Regions from separate parts of the Pan troglodytes genome. Here regions 2 and 3 are each linked to region 1. Evidence: chromatin contacts called from public Hi-C data. All regions are on one chromosome and are shown on one strand. The core of a region is the stretch at or near the end of the contact, and the rest is flanking DNA. Distances in the headings are between cores, read along the strand shown. Region 1 has its middle 31 kb from the start of TLR5. Region 2 holds the start of FAM177B (family with sequence similarity 177 member B). Region 3 holds the start of DISP1 (dispatched RND transporter family member 1).

What was found. Hi-C and Micro-C count contacts between places; a contact is called where the count stands out from the background.
Region 2: a contact with region 1 is called in a Hi-C map of stem cell-derived neural progenitor cells, with 2.7 times the contacts expected there. The contact joins the promoter of FAM177B here to the enhancer-like site in region 1. A contact is called at or near these places in 2 of 7 Hi-C or Micro-C datasets (blood and stem cell-derived neural progenitor cells).
Region 3: a Hi-C map of stem cell-derived neural progenitor cells shows a contact between it and region 1, with 4 times the contacts expected there. The contact joins the promoter of DISP1 here to the enhancer-like site in region 1. A contact is called at or near these places in 1 of 7 Hi-C or Micro-C datasets (stem cell-derived neural progenitor cells) and 1 of 1 datasets of contacts at active chromatin or transcription factors (stem cell-derived excitatory neurons).

What each region holds. Positions count from the first base shown.
Region 1 is chr1:25,995,247-25,998,509 of NHGRI_mPanTro3-v2.0_pri, forward strand. No RefSeq gene overlaps it. Among named protein-coding and RNA genes, the nearest start is that of TLR5, 31 kb to the left of the region's middle. Within about 2 kb of position 1,780, at least 16 of the 24 cell types and tissues checked have an H3K27ac peak or open chromatin away from gene starts, as enhancers often do. A contact at or near this core is called in stem cell-derived neural progenitor cells, where this site is marked.
Region 2 is chr1:26,343,287-26,346,549 of NHGRI_mPanTro3-v2.0_pri, forward strand. FAM177B (family with sequence similarity 177 member B) reads right to left here and starts at 1,615. Exons shown (of 5, transcript XM_016939388.4): 1 at 1,247-1,615.
Region 3 is chr1:26,266,389-26,269,651 of NHGRI_mPanTro3-v2.0_pri, forward strand. It overlaps DISP1 (dispatched RND transporter family member 1), which reads right to left and starts at 1,462. Exons shown (of 8, transcript XM_063809944.1): 1 at 1,192-1,462.

The DNA of each region.
Region 1 (3,263 bases), core at 530-3,029:
TAGATCTTGGACTTGCAGCCTCCAGAATTGTGAGGCCACAGGTTTCTGCTGTGTAAGCCTCCCAGTCTGTAAGACTTTGTTACAGCTGCTGTAGGAAGCTAACACACCCCTCCAGGAGCCCCTGGCTGTGTGCAGGAAGCTTCGACTCACATGCTAAGGTGTGAGGGGGGCATGGCAGGTGCTCCGGGAAGGGGAAGCAGCAAAAGCAAAGGCGCGAAAGCAGGATATTCAGGGAGGCCAGCAGCCTGGCTCTGGGGAGGAGTTTGTGATGAGGAGCATAAGGTAACAAGGTGGCCAGGCCAGGTCAAGTACAAACAGGGCTAGATGCTGAATTTACGTGTGACATGTATTGCAATATTCATTTCTTCTTTGTTCCACAGAGACTGCAGGCAGCAGGGTAGCCTTTCCAGGTGCTATAAAGAGTCATTTCTCTGGGACCCAGACTTCAGTCTGAGTATCTTCGCAGATGTGTCCTGTGGGTGGTACCACTTGGTGTCACACCCTCCATCCCATGCCTGCGGCTCCCTCTACAGCACTCAGCTCTGTGCACATCTTGGCATTATCTGGGTCTGCCTCTCTCTGTTTTCTCTGTGGCCTGGTGTCCCTCTGCGGGTGCCCAGTCACACACTCTGCACAGGGGGAGGGCCACACACCATGGACAGCAGTGGAAAGAGCACTGGGCTTAAAGTCAAGGGACTGGGCTGAAGGAGTTCGGGAAGTGCCACCCAAACACGGTATGCCAGCTACCTTGAACCGAAGGCACTGGGCAGCACGGGATGCAGGCGGAGGCTTGCTCTGAGCTGCCTTTGTCTGCCTAAAGACGGACCCTCCAAAGGGACCTCAATTATCATGAATCCCCTCCCCAGGAAATTCATGAGCCAGGGGAGATTCGCATCACAGCAGAGGGGACTGAAGGTTGATGCCATGCCCAGGCCAACTTTGTCATAGGCTACCCATATTCTCCCAAGGGCCCATTCATCTTTCCCCAAATCATTCATTCTCCCCATGGCACCTCCATCCCCTCTCCTGCCTCCGCGGTGAGTCAGGCGCATAAGCTTCTAGGTCTCTCATTGGTTTGGGGATATTCACTTTTCTTTCCCATGATGCATCCATGTGCATAATAAATGTGGTCACCCTTCCTCCTGCTAATCCGCCTGCTGTCAGCTTATTCCATAGACTCCATTATGGAGCACTCAGAGGGTAAGGTTTCCCCTCTTCCACGGAGCCTTGCTGAGCCTCAGTTTCCCTATGAGGCAGGCATACTTCACCATCTCCTTTCAGGCTGGATATTCATTCTAAGGCCACACATGAATATGAGAATATTCAGGCCTTTTAGGTAGAATATTCTAAGAATCTTAAACGATGGTACCTCTTAGTGGAAGCGGTATTCTGACAAACCAATGGGGCAGGGAGGGTGGGAAATGGTGTTTTATGGTCACTCTGGGACCCCAGGCAAGGTAATCCTAATGGAAGCTCAGGCTTTTGGGGCGGGCTTTTTTTTTTCCTGTCTACGAATGGAAACATGAAGCAGATTTCGCAGTATCTCCCAGGGAACTGGACAGTCTACTTTGGGGCCGGCGCAGAAGAGATGACCCCTGACCACCTCCCGGTGTGCTGGCTGCGGCTGGACCCGAGGGCGCGTCCTCCCGAGCCTCTGCGGCTACTCTTCTCGCCGCCCCCAGGTGGCGCTGCAGGACCACAGCCTCGAGGCTCCTCCGCCCCAGGTGCCCGACCGGCAGCCCCAGACCTGCCTGGATTTACTCCCTTCAGCGGGAGGAGACACCAAGAGGCCGACGCGTAAATTCCAGGCCTGGCCTTCTTCCAGCGCTCCAAAACCTTCTGGAGCCTTCTCAATCAATAGACTCAAAGGCTTTTAGCGTGTCCCTGCCACTTGACGTCAGAGGTGACACGGGTCTGTGAGCCTGGCTGCTGGAATTCACACTCAGCCAACACCCAGCTCGGGGCCGTTCCCCTTGAGCCTGTCCCAGTGCCCGGAGGGGCCTCTTTCCCTCATTCCTCCCCCTTCTAGAAACCCTAGACACAGCGCCAACACCACACCCGGAGGCGCCGGCCTCAGGGGAGAAACCCCTGCGAGGCGCAAGCTGACAAAACACACAACAAACAAAACGCCAACAGAAATCCCTAAAACAGTCTTCATAGATAGAGCCATCTGGCTGGTGACACAACCACCGCCAGCACCTGCACCTGCGGTCCGTCCCTGTTCCCCCACACCACTCAGGGGACCCACACACACCCCCCCACACACACCCCCCACACACACAGCACACACACACAGCATACTGTATACCCACCACACACACTCACACATACACACCATACACACACCACACTGTATACCCACCACACACGCACACAGCACACACACACACCACACATACACAGCACACACACCACACTGTATACCCACCACACACACCACACACGCACACAGCACACACAGCACACACACACAGCACACACAGCACACACACACAGCACACACAGAGCACACACACCACACCACACACGCAGCACACTGTATACCTACAGCACACACACACAGCACACACAGAGCACACACACCACACCACACACGCAGCACACTGTATACCTACCACACACAGCACACACACCATACACAGCACACACAGCACACATACACAGCGCACACACCACACAGTATACCCACCACACACACCCCACACACACAGCACATACACACAACCAGCACATACACACACCCAACCACACATAGCACACCACACTGTATACCCACCACACACATACCACACAGAACACACACACCACACTGTATACCTACCACACGCACCCCACACACGCCACAGCACACACACCACACAAACGCATACATACACACTTTGCACACACCACACTGTATACCCACACACACACACAGAGCACATAACACACACACCACACATACACAGCACACACACCACACTGTATACCCACCACACACACCACACACACAGCACACATACACAGCACACACACCACACTGTATACCCACCACACACCCAACCACACATAACACACCACACTGTATACCCACCACACACACCACACAGAACACACACACCACACTGTATACCTGCCACACACGCAGCAAACACACGCCACAGCACACGTCACAGCACACACACCACACAAACGCACACATACACACCATACACACACCACACTGTATACCCACCACACACATGCACACAGCACACAACACACACAACACACATACACAGCAC
Region 2 (3,263 bases), core at 365-2,864, 350 kb after region 1:
TTCTAAACACTTCTTCACACTGCCCCAAGCTAAAAAGCTTAAATATCAAAAGTTTAAAAATAAGGCCTAATAGTCTCATTATAGTCAATTTACTCCTCTTAAGACTGTCCAAATTCATACATTTCCAAACCAAATGAAACATATGCACACTCTCATCCCCTGTACACCTGGCTTGCCTCTATTATCTTAGAGACTGATGATATCTGTTGGCTCTCTGAAGAAAATACCAGTCTTCGTTCTTTATGATTATGGTGTTGTGCATTAATAGCCATACACATCTTTAAGTTCAGAGGGCTCTTTGGGAGGTTGGAGGGGAGTGGAGAGAGAGACCGTGAATGAGCACAAGAGTGAGCACTAGCTAGCTCACAGTTGGTTTACTGAATGTTTTTCTGCCACCTAATGGGCATTTTAGAATATGCTATGCAAAATTCATCTTTGTAATCGGTACATGTCACACAGAGGGGTCTCAATAGTGAACAGTTTGGAATCAACTTATTTACAAAAACCTTGGGAACATTGCCAGCTTCACACCTAGATGTGGGTATTTTGTAAGTGATCTTCTTTTGGCTTTGGTTTAATTTTTTTTTTCTTTTTTTTGAGACACGGTCTTGCTTTTGCCCAGGCTGGAGTGGTGCAGTGGTGCAACCTCGACCTCCCACAGGCACGTGTCACACGCCCAGCCTTTTTTTTTTTTTTTTTTTTTGCTGTTTTTGTAGAGACGGAGTCTCCCTATATTGCCCAGGCTGGTCTTGAACTTCTGGACTCAAGCGATCCTCCTGCCTCAGCCTCCCAAAGTGCTGGGATTACAGGCATGAGCCACTGCGCCCGGCTCAGTTTAATTCTTGGGAGCACCTCTACCTTTTGTTTCTTAAAAACCCCAAATACAGACTGTGAAGGATAGTTCCTAAGTATATAATGTAATTAACAGGCCATATAATCTCTCTGACCTTTTAAATATTGTATTACCCCAGGGCTCAGTGATTGGACCTCTTCTCTTTCCTATCTGCTTTCTTGATGATCTCCTTTGGCCCTGTGGCTTTCAATACTATCCACACACAGATGATTGTAACATTTATATTCTCCAGGTCAGACTTTTTCCCTGAGTCTCACAGATCCAACTACCTGCTTGACATCTCTTCTTAGTTGTCTAATGGACATCTCAATCCTAATTTGTCTAAATCTTTGCTCATGCTTTCAGTGCAACTCTCCCTCCGTCCCCCCAACACACACATACTCACACATTTACCTCTACTCTTCCGGCAGCCTTCTCATCTCAATAAATGGCAACTCTGTTCTTCCAGTTGCTCAGGCCAACAACACTAAAGTCATTCTTGGTTCTTCTTTAATCACACCTCACATCAAATCTGCCAGGAAATTGCCTTGGATATTTCTGGAATCATACTTTTCATTACTCCACTGCTACCACCCTGGTCTATAATCTCTCACCCTTGCCGTCGTCTCTCACCTAGATTATTGCAGCAGCCTCCTAATTGGCCCCCTCCAGTCTACGCTCGAAAAGGAGCCAGAATTGTTAAATCCGAAGTGAGACCATGTCATGTCTTTGCTTAAAACTCTCCAGTGGGTTCCCGTCTCACCTAGAGTAAAAGCCAAACTCCTCACAATGGCCTACAAGGCCGTATACCTAACCCCTACGAGCTTTCTGACGCCATCTTGTACTACTCTCCCGCCACTGACATCACTCTAACCCCACGGGCCTTCTTCCTGCAATTCCCTGACCACACAGGTCCGCCCTCTCTCTCTGCAGAGCTCTGTGCTGGCTGCTCTATTAGTCTTTCTTTCCTTAGACTGTTTCCTTGCTCATTTCCAGTCTTTAACTCAAATGGAGACTACACGGAGCTCCGCTTTCAAGGCAACCTCCCATTGCCTTCACCACCACCCTCTGCATCTTACCTCGTTTCATTTTTTCTCCTTAGCACTTACCAACACTGAACACTCCATATTCCACCTGTCTCTGTCTTCCCTTTCCTCCCTGTCCCGCCCCTTGGCAGAGAGGGAGGGTTTTACCTGTTATGTTCACTGCTGTATCTTCTGCCCCTACGATGCCTTACACGTAGCTGGAACTCAGTATTTGTTTAACAAATGAATCATACATTTAGTTAAGGTTAATGGGTGGGAGGAGTTATAACAGATTAGAAAAATAAGAACAGACTTGTAACTGTCTTTATTTCCTGCTTTAGAAATTACTATCTTCATTTAATATTTTTCTGATTACATCTATCTACTAATCATTTCAATTAGCTCCTTCACTGAAACACAGCATTGTAATCTGTACCAAGAAAATAACACACTAGTTCTACATCTTGGCATTTAACTTCAATAAGTAAATATACTATTTTAAGTATGTAACACTTAAACATTTTCTAGAGCTCTTTCCATTTTCATTTATCTAGAAAATATTTTCAAATGGACTGTTAAAATTCAGCTAAGAACTGATGTTGGGTCATTATGCTGGAGCCAATTAGCGTTGCTTGCCCAGAGCTGCTGGTCCCCCTTCCTGCTTCCACCTTTCCTTTTTTCTGAGGTGGTTGAAAGGTTAAACCCCTGGTGAGAGGAGAGAACCAAAGCCCCACTGCGCGCCTCAGATGCAGAGTTTCACAGCGCGGTATTCACTGACATTTCTCTAGGCCCCTTCACCTGAAGGAACACTGGCCTGCTCCAATCAGTGACTTGCAGTGTGTGTGTTGGGGGCAAGGATAGAGTGAGGAAAAATGTGAAATAACAAATCACTGCTGCTCCTTGAGAATTACAGGAGCATCACCTGGCAGGATTTTTGTATCCTTATTTTCAGTATTAAACGACATACATGCACCCCACTGCCTGCATGCCTGTCCATGCCTGTCCCACTGTGGTGTTTTGCAACATTTTTTACATCATGGCAGATAGAGAAAATTATTTGTTTGGAATTCTGGAGGCGACCAGCCTGGGAGCTCCAGCCACCTTAAGTGCTGCCCAGCTAGCCACCCAGAAGGCTTCGATCAATAGCTTGAGACAAACTACCTGAGAAGCTCTGCATTAGAGAAGCAAATTCAAGTCTTGACATTTTCTCAGGGGAGTGCTCTGAAAGTGACTATATAAGCTTCTACCGACCTCAAGCAAATCAGTGATAGCTCTGGCTTTTTGGATATGCACAATCAAATATAGTTTTCTGTTTTATAATTTGTCAACTCCCCTTCCAGATTAACTATTTTGATCCCTTTATTACTATAACATTCTTAAATAAAAATTTAAATTTTAAGCAAATT
Region 3 (3,263 bases), core at 212-2,711, 270 kb after region 1:
AAAACATAAATGCAAGGTAAATAATAACTAAATCAATAATTACCATTGGTAATAATAATGAGCCCACATACCAAACACTGGCCACTGGGGAAAACTAAATGTGCTAATGTGCGTGTAACAACAGATCTTGGGTTATCAATATTTTTAAAAAACACTGACAATGGCAAATATATATATATATATATATATATATATATTTCCTTACAGCAGAAATAAAAAGGAACAGTAAAATCTTAAGAACTGCTAGTAATTTGCTGCACCCTGATGTAAAATTGCCTTTATTGGTTAAACTAAAAGACTAAACCCAACAAAATAGCTTTTAGAAAAAATGTGTTAGAAAGTTGGACAGAAAAACAATGAGTTGAAACTGCAAACATTGACAGCACTGGCTTTCCATGTGATTATCACCATAATTCTGAACGCATTTAGTTCATCCCATGACAAAGGAAATAAGACAAGCTAAACTCTGCAGGGTAGAGAAGAGTCCCAAAGGAAAACTTTGGTTGTCTTCCTTGGTTGAAGAGAACTCTCAACTACTATCAGTTTGACAAAGACACGCAGAATCTGGGTGAAGCAAGAATTCGAGCGGTCCCTAGGAATATACAATATTTTCCCGAAATCCACACGCGCGGAGCGGGATATATTTCTAAAAACAAAAAACAAACTGCATGAATTGCAAATGAAGCAATAGGAGTTCAGCATCCAATAGGCGGCTGGTCATCTTTCTGGTTCGTTAGGTCAAGACGTCCTTCTCACCTACGACCCTCAGACAACGACTGACTCCCTCCTCTGTAACCTCTCCCTGGAAGCCAACCTTTGCCATCTCCTGCCATCCTCGCAGTCAATCCGCCAGGACCCGGGACACGCCCCCACGAATGACTACTTTCCTCCGAGATGCAACTCTGCCCCGTGTCATCCGCAACCTCCAGTCTCAGGGCCTCTTTGGCCTCAGGGTCCCCGGTGCCTCCCTCCTCAGTCCCTAAAGGCTGCCCTTAGGGCTCTCCTGGTTCCCCGTTCTCAGTCCTGGCCCTTCTCTCAAGCCTGGCGTCCCGGCTTTCCCTCCACACGCGCAGGAGATGCCGACTCTCCCGTCCCTACCCGGTCTCCCAGTCCCGCGGCGCCGGGCGGCGGCGCGCCGAAAGGCATCCACTGAGGAAACAAGTGCCTGCAACGTTCCGGCTGCGAACTCACCTCCAGTCCGGGCTCTCGGATGCTGGCCCGGAGCAGGGCTTCCGCCTGGCGCGGTCCGCGTCGCGAGCGGGACCGGAAGTCCCGCCCCTCGCCCGCTCCCGGCCCGCTGGCCTCGCTTGACTACCGCTCCCCGGGAGAGGGATCGCCGGCGGCGGGCGACGGGCGGCTGGCAAGGGGCAGAGGGCAGAGGGGCTTGGCTTGAAAGGGCGAGGCAGGCGCCAAAAAAATTCCCTCTCGCGCTCCTGCTCTTTCTAGTGTATCCATCGACCAGTGTGCAAATGCTTGACCAAGCGTCTATTCTGCCCAAGCCCAGTGAGGCACAAGATGACTCAGACACTGACCTCTGTCCTCACAATCTAGTTAAAAGTTGACATAAGTAAAAACAGAAGTAAATCACGCCACAAGACAGTGTTTCTTCTTTCATTATTCAGATTATTATCACCTGCTATATAGGCCTGTGAACAACCAGGCACTGCTGTAGGGGCTGGGGATAGAGCGAACAGAGGACAGCCCCAGCTCTCGTGACGCTTACACTCAGGGCGAGGAACTAGCTATAGAATAAATCGAACAGCGGCGGCTCCCTCGGGAGGCTTATGCACAGAAACAAAAATATATAAGCAATGAAACCATCAAGTGTTAGAGGCACTCTGGTGGTGCTGTAGGGAACGGTGCAATGTAGAGAGCTGGGCAGAGAAGGCTTTCTAGAAATAATGACTCTTCAATTGAGACTGAAATAAATGATGAATAAGAGTTAAAGGACAGGCACAGTGGAGAAGGGCATGCAGAGAAGAAGGACGATATGGAGTGAGAGCTTGGCTTGTACCAGTAGCTGGCCAGGAGTTAAGCAAAGTGTCAAATGGCAGATGCAAGAGCAAGCATGATGAGAAGAGACAAGGCCAAATCATGAAGAACGTTGTGCCCTATGCTTAAAAATTTTGGACTTCAGAGACTCCGTGCAACGGAATCCGTGGGGTCATCTAAGGGAATAGACAAAACAGTGAGTCATGGGGTTGACTAGGGGGATTGTCCTAGTCATCAAAGAAAAATAATAGATCATGAATAGCATGTTTTATCCTTGAGGGTGCTTTCTTGAACTGCCATACCCAGATGTAAAGGCAATAGACGGCTACCACAACCCTATAAAGGCAGGACCACAAGGGATCATACCCCTCAGGTTGCTGCATTGAGCAAATCACCCCAACCAACTGAGATGCTAACTGAAGTCACAGGGAACTATGGAATGGGCCCAGAAGAAAGAAGCTTCAACACCAGCTACAGTAATGAGGACTGTTGCATTTTTTGTTTGTTTTCTTTGCTACTAGTGTTTAATAAATACTCTCTTGCACACCAAGCCCTTTCTTTGCCTTTTTAAAAAGGAATGGTATAATACATACATTTTTCTTTTTTTCTCCTTTTGCCAGCAAAAGGCCATACATTGCAATATATGGAGATAGGATTACAGTAGAAGAAAATGAGGAATGGATATCGTGTAGAAAGTCTGTACTTAGAGGGCATAACATCAACTCTAAGTGAAGTAAAAGGTCACGCGTTTGGGTTTTCTCCCATTGGGAAGGTTAGTAGTCCATTTGTGGTGGTACTTGAAATAACTGATTCACATAGTGGCAAGGTGTATTTTTGAAAGGATGGAAAGAAGAGAGTGTGTATGTGGTGTGATGTGTGGTGTGTGTGTGCGTGTGTGTGCCCACGCTGGGTGCCAAGAAGTAGAATGTAATAGACACTCTGTGAAATGTTTCCTTATAGCTTCCCACAATTCCTTTTTTTGTAGGAATGGCTGAAATACATAGAGGCAGTCCTTTTATGGGCCACATATGCACAAGCGACCATGTCCTAGTGTGACCAGCTACTCTGGTTTGCTAAAGACAGGGGGATACCAGGATGCTGGACTTTCGGTGCTTAAACTGGGATAGTTTTGCGAAAACTGAGACAAGTTGGTTGCGCTACCGTGTCCCTTGTCTACATAACAGATTAATTCAGAGGTGGGCATATCCTAAACCAGACCATTTAGACTCTTTGCCCCAGAAATCTTAAATGAGGCATAGAGAAACACAGAG